2 separate regions of the Mus musculus genome follow, and region 2 is linked to region 1. A link is a contact called in public Hi-C data. All regions are on one chromosome and are shown on one strand. Each heading gives the region's core, a stretch centred on a gene start, on an enhancer-like site or on the middle of the called end of the contact. The rest is flanking DNA. Distances are from core to core; before and after follow the strand shown.

The links. Hi-C and Micro-C count contacts between places; a contact is called where the count stands out from the background.
Region 2: a Hi-C map of embryonic stem cells shows a contact between it and region 1, with 1.5 times the contacts expected there. The contact joins the enhancer-like site here to the promoter of Klrb1f in region 1. A contact is called at or near these places in 1 of 39 promoter capture datasets (pre-B cells), 2 of 15 datasets of contacts at CTCF or cohesin (CD8 T cells and pro-B cells), 14 of 484 Hi-C or Micro-C datasets (the AML12 cell line, B cells, CD4 T cells and 11 more), 6 of 115 datasets of contacts at active chromatin or transcription factors (the HPC-7 cell line, bone marrow-derived dendritic cells, embryonic stem cells and 2 more) and 2 of 9 other capture datasets (embryonic stem cells and liver).

Annotation. Positions count from the first base shown.
Region 1 is chr6:129,043,211-129,048,745 of GRCm38.p6, forward strand. It overlaps Klrb1f (killer cell lectin-like receptor subfamily B member 1F), which reads left to right and starts at 2,691. Exons shown (of 6, transcript NM_153094.2): 1 at 2,691-2,822. The coding sequence starts at 2,738.
Region 2 is chr6:129,083,422-129,088,956 of GRCm38.p6, forward strand. No RefSeq gene overlaps it. Among named protein-coding and RNA genes, the nearest start is that of Clec2e, 15 kb to the right of the region's middle. Within about 2 kb of position 3,125, at least 4 of the 459 cell types and tissues checked have an H3K27ac peak or open chromatin away from gene starts, as enhancers often do. A contact at or near this core is called in embryonic stem cells, where this site is marked.

The DNA.
Region 1 (5,535 bases), core at 1,441-3,940:
CTCAACTGTTCTCACACTTTCATTGTGAGGCCTTGAGCTTCCAGGTCCCTCATTTCATTTCTAGATGTCAAGAAGCTTCCTTGGATATACCTCTTAAACCTACAATCCTTAGTCCAATGGTATCCCTTGCCACACCTGCCAACCCTGGGAAAACAAAAACATTCTTTTCAAAAACCCATTCTTGTAAGAGATGGCTTGTACACCTCTCTGGTGGAAGGTACCATATTTTTCACAGTTAATGCACTTGACATTTTGATCTCTGAGGCTTTTAGCAACATGGCCACAATTTTTTTGGAAATGATTGAACTTCTCAATTGAAACACTGGACATTGTTTTTCCTTTTTCTTTTTTTTTTCTTTTTTCTTTTTTAATTGGATTGTGTCCTTCCCCAGCCTTGAGCAGGCTGAGCAGACCTTGATGTGCTTAAGGACCCAGGTGGAGTCATCTGCCTTGCTGTACCTGCAGCTTCCTACTGGAATTTAGAAGAATAAACTGCCTGCTGAGCTTGCTTTGCAACATAATCCAGCTGAAACAAAGAATGGGTCTGTGGGCTTTCCCTATATACAGTGCTGAATATTAACCTTGGAGTCTTGATCAGAACCTTGTCTTGACTTCATCCTTCTCTCCTCCCCACTCCTTGTCCTTTTCATTCCCAGCCCCCCTTTCAGGTAAACCCAGTTCTCCATGGCTGCTGGACGGCTACATTGGATATTTTCTTTATTTACATTTCAATTGCTTTCCCCTTTTCAGGTCTCCCTTTTGGGAACCCCCTGTCCCATCCCCCCTTCCCCTGCATCTATGAGGGTATTCCCCCACCCACTCACCCATTCTCATCTTCCTGCCCTGGCATTCTCCTACACTGGGCATTGAACAACCTCAGGCCCAAGGACTGCACTTCCCACTGACGTCCAATAACGCCATCCTCTGCTACATATTCGGCTGGAGCCATAGCTCTCTCCATGTGTACTCTTTGGTTGGTGGTCCAGTCCACAGGAGCCAGCGGAGGGAATCTCACCAGTTGACACTGTTGCTCCCTGCAAGGGGCTGCAAAACCCCTCAGCTCCTTCAGCCTCTTCTCCAACTCCTCCATCGAGGACTACGCACTCAGTCCAATAGTTGGGTATAAGCATCTGCCTCTATTTGTCAGGCTCTGGCAGAGCCTCTCAGGAGATAGCCAGCACTTCCCAGCATCCATAATGGCGTCTGGGGAGCAAAGAGCTCTTGTAGCTTCCTGGTGAGCTATTCTGCTCATGGCACCCATTGCTTTGAGTTTTGAGCCTGAAGCAATGATCTTAACTCATGGTTGCCACTTACTGGCTCATATTTTCACCTTCTTTCATAAAATTATTTGTTTATCATGTTCCTTTTTCACATTTAAGAGTACTATTACTTATGTTTACTCTGTTGTTTTATACATCCTAAGTTCCATTATTAATTTGGAAGGGTTTGATACAAAAAGAGGTTTCTAGTTAAAAGCTTGTGTTTATTTCTTCTTGAAATACTCAGTAGACCATTTACTATTGCCATACTCTAAAACCCTGGATAACTTACAATCACCCAACACTTGACTTTAATTCAATATCTTCTTATATGTATGTAATATCACATCACAATCTCTTTCACCCATGCTCTATCTGCATGCCTCTCTCTCTGTCTCTCTCTTCATATGTTTTACTATGACAAGATCAAGGTAATTCTGATAAATATATATATATGTATATATATATATATATATATATATATATATATATATATATATACATATATACATATATATATATTTATCTGACAATCAACTAATGTAAGGACATCATTAGCCCATTAACTAAATTCTCCAGGAGTGCATTGTCAGGATGATTTTCTTTTTATCTGTGTAACAGTGGCTACATTACTGTGCAGTAGCAGTAGCTGGTGATACTCCTGATATTTACCAGCAAGTGCTCAGTTTGCTTCACACTCACATGGACAAATGATTCTTGTCTGTGGTTGTTCTTGTTCCCGTTAGTTTACACTTTGTAGCATAGAGGTGTTTGTAAGCATGTATACCACAAACCATAATACCCCAGTCTCCTATCCTGAGCAGAGCTATTGTGAATTCCTAGTAGACACAGATAGCTTCAGAACTTACACCTTGGAAAAATCTTGCACATTTGCTCAAATCTTCAGTTAAGATGAATCATAAGGCAGAGTCCTGTGCCTGGTATTGAGCATAATGACTGTCAACACACAGTGACAGCTGAGGACATTTCACTGCATCTCAAGTAAGCTGTGAGACCCCTCACACAGGCTTCTGCTCATGTTGTAGTCATCATGGTCATGGGAAATGAGTGTGAGTCCCAAGTTGTCTGTACACACCCCCTGTCTCCTAGAACTCACAGCCAGCAGACTGCTGCCATTACCAGGTAATTGTGAACACCTGGTCAAATTCCACTCTGACCACAGAAAGCATCTTTAAGGAAATCCTTGCTTTCCTTCTTTTTCACTTGTGATAGTTAAAGAAGGAAATAAAACCATCCAGAGTAGATCATGTGTTGTATCTTCTGTTTCAAAGATAAAATTATTTAATCGGTGTGGGCATAATGGAAACCAAGTTCAGTAACTACAGAGAAACCCTCAGTTGCAAGTGTGGGCGGGTGTGGACACAGACAGCAGTGTCCACAGAAGACTTCCTTTTGTTAATTTTGCTTCTCAGAACTTAGAATTTGTCACTGTTCACAGTTCCCATCTCCTGTCTACAATGGACACATCAAAGGTCCATGGCAATGTAAAGCCATTTAGGTGTCCAGGGTATAAGCAAGCATCTTCTCCATCTTTCTCCCCAGGTAAGTGGCTTTATTTATTCTTTTGGAATGTGCATATAGCCTAGATATAAGCCTCCCCCATTATTTTAGAGTTGTAAGCAATTGCTTTGGAATAGTGAGATGACTTATTAGGTAAAAGTACTTGCTGCACAAACCTGACAACTGGAGCAAAAGTAGGGGAGATGGCTTGTTGAAATGGAAGTAAGAGCACTGAGAATTCCAACTGCTTTTGCTGGAAAGAGAATCACTTCTTGAAGTTGTTCTCTGATCTCTACACCTACTATAGTATGCAAACATGAGCAGTCACATAGACTCTCTCTCTCGCACACACACACACACACACACACACACACACACACACACACACACTCACACTCCTATATCCCACACCTGCAATTATACAAAATGGACACACACCTACAGTCACAAACACACACTTATACACACATACACACCTGCAGTCACACAGACACACATTTATCACACACCTGCAATCACAGACACACATCTGTACTATCAAACACATACACTCTCTGTCTCTGCCTCCCTCTGTCTCTCTGTTTCTGTTTTTGTCTCTGTCTCTGTCTCCGTCTCTCTCCCTCTTTCTCTCTCCCCTTTTCTCTCTCTCTCTCTCTCTCTTTCTCTCTCTCTCCTCTCTCTCCTCTCTCTTCTCTCTCTCTCTCTCTCTCTCTCTCTCTCTCTCTCTCTCTCTCACACACACACACACACACTAGCTAGAAACCTGTTGCTTTTAACCAGTGGTTCTTCTGTTGATGTTGATAGTGTAGGACAGCTTGCCTGTAGCTATCTATAGATTCAGAGAGAAAAACTCACATGTTGCTTTTTATTCAAGTAACCTTTATGCACAGGGCTTCTTCTACTCAGCCTTAGTTAAAAACACCCTGAAGAAATAATGTTTTGCAAATATGAGCATGAGAATGTTATTAGAGATACTGCAAACTTGCTGTAATAGGTTGCCCATTCCAGATCGTGGTACACAACAGACTCTCTGGCTCAACTCCACTGCAGTTGCACTTCTAGCATTTAGCATTAGGGAAAAATCAGCCCTCTTTTCTGCCAGTTTAGAAATCTTAGGGAAACAATGTGCAAGACTGAGGTAGTACTCAAAAGTATCTAACAGGACATGAGGATGTATGAAAAGGGACCAGAAACTGAGGTAGAAAATGTGTCAAATTGTCCTGAGATAGCACTGAACTCTGTGACCCAACTGGACTTACTAATATTAATAACACTGCACCATTTCAATTTGTGAAATTCCTATATTGTAAAAACTATGTGATTATCAATATTAAAGATTTTGGTTAGGAACCATCATAAGAGGTAAAATCAGGAAAGCATCTTAGAATCATTATATCAGCTTCATCTTCATGTCAGAGTCAAGAGTAAGTGGAGGCTTTTACAGTGCTAGGATGTTCCCAGTGAGCCAGCGTGATAGAAAGAAGCATGTTTCCTTCTGCTGTGTTCCTGCTTAGCAAAAGTAGGGGAGGGGCTTGTTGAAATGGAAGTAAGAAAGTGCAGGTTGAGAAAGATAATGTGATTTCCTCAGCACTACTATCTCAAATCAAGAGACTAGGAAATTTGTCTACCCTCATTGTAATTATTTTCCTACAGACATCAGCTTGAATGTGAACCTGAAGGACAAAATTAGTACCAGCAAGGCATATGACCCAGTAGTGAAGGAACGGAACCAACCTGCGCCCATTAACTAGGTTCAAACTGTGGGAAATTCATAGCATAAGGATTAGAACTCTCAGTAAACAAACACAGAAAGAGGAACATGAACAGTTACCTACTTTGTGACCAAATAACAGAAAGTTTTCTTTGATGGTAGAATGGATAGAATATATACAGAGCTCATTCATTCATTCATTCATTCATTCATCCATTCATTCATTCAGTTATAACCACCCTGCTATGTGTCAGTGTTTTTCAAAATAATATCCAGGTTTAAACAAATGTGAACATCTTTTCCTTATAGGGTTTCTATGAATGTATATATGTGCAATCATTAAACACCTGCCCCACAAATCCCCCTTTTGTTTTTATAAAAAAGGGGGGGCTCACTGGTGTGCCTGTGTCATTTGTGATGAAAATTTAGGGTGGGGTGGAAGTATCAGAAGAAAACATACAGCCTAGAGAAGTAGCACAACAAAGCCAGAGTAGTAAAGAGGGTTAAGGGTAAGGGTTGGGAAGGCAAGAGATTGTACAATCAATTACTTGTTCCATGGGTAGTACAATTTGAGGGTAATAACACCAATTTTGAACAGCAATTAATTAATTTAGATAGACATTATGTTTTCTTTGCTATCATGTAACTTTCCCTAAGTTCAGCAGCCATTGGCTTTGGCGAGAGAGTTCATCTGTAGCTGGAAGGTCCCAAGTCTGTCTTCTGTGGGGTTCTTCATGTGTCTCAGGAGTCTTCAGTCAGATGAGGTTTTTGGAGGAAGGCAGCTTTGTTGTCTGTAGGCTCAGAAGATGGGCGGGCGCTGTTTTAAGTGGATCAGTGGCAGCAGGCACTATGTGGAGATAGACCTGTAGAGTTGTAACAGAGGAGCAGATTTCCAGCAGGGTGTCTCTGCATAGGGTGGATAGCAAACATTATGCCTGCAATGGTTTGCTTAGGAGCACATCATGGTCCGTTGTTAGGATGCTAGGAAAGTGAGGGTGTTTAAGGAATTTAGTCCTGGAAGGCACCCTTTAAGTCTGCTTTGGA
Region 2 (5,535 bases), core at 1,875-4,374, 41 kb after region 1:
CCCTTCAGGGAGGCTGCTGGCCCAGATCACTTGCTTCCTGTCCACCACTGCTGCCCCTGCCTTCTGCTTACCTTCAACGAGGAAGCTACTGCAATCCATGTACCAGCTCGGACTCCCAGGACAAGACTGATCCTTCAGATCTGCCAGAATGTCAGCGCAGAGGAGAGCAATTATTTGATTAGCAGTTACAGTTATAATACCATGAGGGGAAGCAGCCATAATTTTAATTTCTCCTTCATAATCATTATCTATAACACCTGGATAAATCTGCAGAACTTTTACAATAGAACTGATTCACACTAAAAGAAATCCCCAAGTTTCTGCAGGTAGAAAGGTCCAAAAACTCCTGTAGGCAGAGTTTGAACTCCCATTTCTGGGGTTAATACTGTGTGGGTGGTGGAACTGAGGTCCAATCCGGCACTTCCTGGGGTTGCCCTGATAAGTTCAAAAAACGGATTTCCTTGGCCGGGCATCAGCTTCACGGCGTAATAAGCTGCGTGCTGTGGGCGTTTTGGGGCCTGAGGCTGGCCACTCTGCTCATTTCCTGATACGGGATGGCCCTGAATATCTGTCTTAGATTTACATTCCCCAACCCAGTGGTTACCCTTCCTTCATAGAAGGTTGAACCATTCTATTTTGGGTATTTAAAGTAGTTACTTAGCGCATGTAAATTTAATGTTAACACTTATGCACTGAAAGGCTTCTGTCATCTTTCTGTGTTTTCCTGTTCATAAATCTGAGGCATATTCCCAACCTTCAAAAAGTTAGGAAACATATTTCCATAAATTTCACCTTAAACCATGATGCAACATTAATCCCAGGAGTCTATTTCTATTCTTCTCAGAGAGAGTGGGCATCTGTGCATTAAAAGATGTAACCTCCCCACTAAGCTGAAGCTGGCTAAACCAGACCTCGACTTTGCTGCCACTAAGGAGATTACCTAGGGTGGAGCCTGCCTCCCTAAATCACAATTGAAAGTGCAATTAATCTCTGCCCATGTTACATGAATACTGACTATAACAGTCAAGTATTTGATATGTTTTCTCAACAAATTATTAATTCTCAAGGACAAGGTTTTGTGGAAACTTAAAACTTTAGCTTCTTAAAAGTCAAAGAAGGGGGGAATTATATTCCCTTGCATATTATTTAGTGTATTCCTGTGCACATTATTTAAATCATACTTTTATTTTAGAATTTTGAAATTTGGATGTCAAAGAACTTAATAAATGCCTTATAGTATCTTAAAAGGATCTACTTATTGGCATATGTCTTGATCCTGAACAGCCACCTTATTTGGAAAGGGAAAAGCATAGGTTCTCTCCACAGAATGCTGCAGAAGCATGATGGCTAATTCGTGTGACAAGATGACCGGTGAGTTTGCTCAGTGCCCTGACTGTAGTGACAAGGAAGCTGAATTGGGTACATGTTTTCGACCCATCCTTGCTTGCCATTTTTCCAGTTTGGACAAGCGAAGCGGCCTTGCTTCAAGCTTTTTAACCTTATGGTAAAAAGAACATCAGAGACTGTGTAATCTGACTTAGAAAGATTAGTCCTATAAAAAGAGTTATAGTGATTATTCTCTTTCCCTCACGTGACCAGTTATTCTAACTCAATCTTGGACTGGTCTAGTAATAATTCCAGTATTAGAGAATCCCAGGGAAGTTAGCTAAATATTCTTAATTACCTAACAAACTTAAATTGGAGCACAGCCTCCTCTCCCAGAAAGATTGCAGACTTTCTGCAATTCTCAAAGCCAACACCCCCACACCAGGAGCTCTAAGTCTAAGCTTGGTCGTTGCTAATTTGCAATTGAATGGAGTACCTGGACTTCCCCAAAAGAAGCTTTTGTACTGTTGCCTTTCACTGTCTCAACTTTGTTTTCCAAGCAGGTCAGTCAGCGCCCTTCAGCCTGACTGCAGCAGGCGTGCATCCCCGACTCCAACAGCGCAGGTGGAAGTTATTAATCTTCATTCAAGAAGCATTCTAAGTACATATTGTGGCTTTTGGTCTGATCTGGAAGTAAGGTTTGCTATGAGGGCCAGACAGTCTAAGACGGACACCCAGATTTTGGAGTCATATCAATCTAGACAGAGGTACATGCCAAGAGGCCGTGGCTCATTAGTAATATACCACAGAGCCATGTAAAGAATTGGAGGCAAAGGTTAATGTCTTAGAAGTAGTAGTCTTAACAATAGGGCAGGACATAGCATATATTAATGCTAGAAAGTCAGAAATTTCAGATATTAGCAATAGTCACTTGGACACTTGGGACATTGTTGAATTGGCCAGAGATTTAAAAGATAACCTAAGTGCATTGAATCCCCTGGATTGGGTTCAATATATATTCCTACTTGCTATTATTATTGGCATTATTTTATTAGTAAATTGTTGTTTCCACTCATCTTTAGAACACTCCTGAGATCTGTAGCTACAACGAGGCGGGACATTCCGGAACTTCAGCAGAAATATAAGAAAGAGAGAGAATGCTATGCACACTACAGTGAAGTTTGCTTGGCAGGCCGAGAGGCCTGGGAGCACTCACGAGGCAAAGAGTTTCATGGAAACTCACCTCCTGGAACTTTGGCGTTCTCATAAACCGTATATTCTTACCCTATCCCTGAATTAGTCTGGTGTATGGATCCACGTGCTCTCTTTTAGTATTATCTTATTATAAGTGCCTTTTATGATTGAATTCTGACATAGCTAAGCCTTCACCAGTGTTCCAAAGTCCTAGAAAGACCTTGTAGCTGACAAACTTGGAATTCAGTAGGAATTCAGAAAGGAAGTTACCTATTCAGTAACTAATTAAGCATTACAAAAGATCGGAGCCAGTAGCTCAGGGCTGGTCTGCAAAGTGTTTACTAAGGACAGTAGCCAGTCTTACCCAAACAAGGGTTTACCATGAGAAAAGTTAGGGAATCCCACTGAGACAGGTTTCTTCTCTAGACCCAAAGTAATCAGGCAGAACTATAGAGCATAAATAAATTTTATGCCTCAGTCCAGCTTTTTTTAAAAATATTAATAACAGGGAGGAAATTGTAACCTCCCTGCTAACGTGATGCTGGCTAAACCAGACCTCAGCTTTGCTGCCACTAAGGAGATTACCTAAGGTGGAGCCTGTCTCCCTAAATCACTCTATTGTTCAGCCACAGTCACTGCTACCTGCTGGGAGTCTGCCTTGCTATTCCGGAGACTACACCCTATCCTGCATGTGGTCACCTGCAGCTGGGCTCCAAGGATAAATTGGCAGGAATGGGCCTCCCCGCCTCCTTTATAAAGTGCGTCTGCCATTAAACATTTGAACCTTAAGCAGACTAGCATGTCTTGGTTCCATTATTTCTCGACCCGCCTAGGTTCCCTCTTTTCTTTCAGCTCCAGTTTGCCTCCCAGGCTCAAACCTGGACATGAGAGCTGCAGGCCGGCCCCAACAAAAAGACAAGTGCATCATGTTCAGCTTAGAGAACCAGTAGTTCACTGAGGTTGCTCAAGGCGTGGGTAATGGAAATGCCCTTGGGTCCATCCATTACAGAAAAGTCCTTGACACTAATGTGGATAGTTTCTCACAAAACTGTGTTGAAAAATACAAAAATAATAAAATGTCATGAAATTATCCCCGCAGATTACGTCTGTCTTACTGCCCTTGGACCGTCTGCTTTGACAATCTGACATGGTAGAGAGACTAGATGAATGTGGATCATAAAGGATAGTGTATTAATGAGGTAAAACCCACAAGTTTGGAGCAAAAGCAGACCACATTCAACATGACCCTTGAAGCCTCACATTGCTTTAATTCATACATACATAGTTACAAGAGCAATGTTCCCTAATACCCTAATATTGTATGCAGGCTACCTTGCATAAAAAGAACTTTTCAGATGTGATTTAAAGACATTGAAATGGAGAGGTATTTCTTAAACAACTAGATAGCCTGACTTAATCATAGGGTGCTTCAATAGAGAAGAGAGGGCAGTAGAGAAAAAACTTAAAGATGCTACACTGTTGGCTTTTACGATGGAGGAAGGAACCCTTGCCATGGAAAGCAGGTGGCCTCTAGAGACTGTTAGGCCAAGGAAGAATTTGCCCTTAACTATCCAAAAGGAACATGGTCCTATTGTAAATTTTAGTCCAATGAGATCTCTTTTGAACCTCTGGCCTTCAAAACTGAATAATAGATCAATGCTGCTCTTGTTTAAAACTTTTATATATACATTTTTATTTATTTATTTTATTGTATATTAGTGTTTGCACGCACTCACACACACACACACACAGCATGTGCATACCTGGTGCCTGCAGAGGTTAAAACAGGGCACTGGATCCCCTGGGAGTTGAGTTGAGTTAGGGAAGGTTATGGCCCACCATGGTGTGTTAGGAATCAAACCCAAGTCCTCTGCAAGAGCAGTCAGTGCTTTCTTTTAACTGCTGTGCCATCCCTCCAGCTGCTCAGTGGGATTTTGCTTTTACACTAACATAAAACTGGGATTAATTTGCTGTTCTCCTTTTTCTTTTTGAGACAGGATCTCTCCATGTAGCTGCTCTGGAACTTGCTTTGTAGACCAGGCTAGCCTCAAACTCACAGAGATATTTATTCTTCTGCCAATTGTTTACTGAGGTTAAAGAAGTGTACCACTATACCAAGCCTATAAAACTTTTATAATATGGTTTTGCCTATCTCCTGGAATTTATCCAATAACTTCATCTAAATAATACAGGCCACAGGAGACACTAACCATGAAGTCTCTGGGTGCCAGGGGCTCACTGCCACTTTCCTTTATAACAGAAGTACATGTTCTGTTTGTCACAAGCTATGAGAACAGCAAAATTCAAATGTCATTTCATTCAACTAATTGTGAATTCCAGTGAATATGAGAAGATTTTTTGAACAGCTGTCACCTGTAGATGGCGGCAGTGTCACCTACAACAGCAAGTGAAAACACTTTTATCTCCATGATGAATTATTGAAAGACTAAGATAGTAAGCATGTACTGAGCATGGTGAGACATGTTCACAGATAAGCCTACCAGTATTATAGTTGTCCATTGAGCTATTTTACACACTACAAAGCTCTGTGATAGCTGCTGACTTGTCCAGCAGGTCCAGTTATTTGAGGGTCTTGAGGGGACCTTCTCCTAAGAACCAAATGGAGGGAGGGAGAGACGGACACCAAGTGCAGGAACGACACGGCGGAAGCAGTCTGAGTAGCATCAAGGTGTCACTGTATTCAGCATGGCTCAAGGCTTAAATGCACAAGCAAAAGGGGAAGTACGTCTCAGCAGGAGGAATGGGGAAGCAGAAATGCACAAGCAAAGGAGGAAGTACTTCTCAGCAGGAGGAATGGGGCAGCATAAATGCACAAGCAAAGGAGGAAGTACTTCTCAGCAGGATGGGTGGGGCAGTGGAAATTTTTCTTTTGGCAGCTACATGGGGAAGCAGAAACTTGGTGGTATCAGGGTGTGGTCAGGACATCTGGCGCTGACTTAGGGCTGGAACATTCTGTGGTTGTTCTCAGAAGGGTGCGTCAGTAGCGCGCTTTTG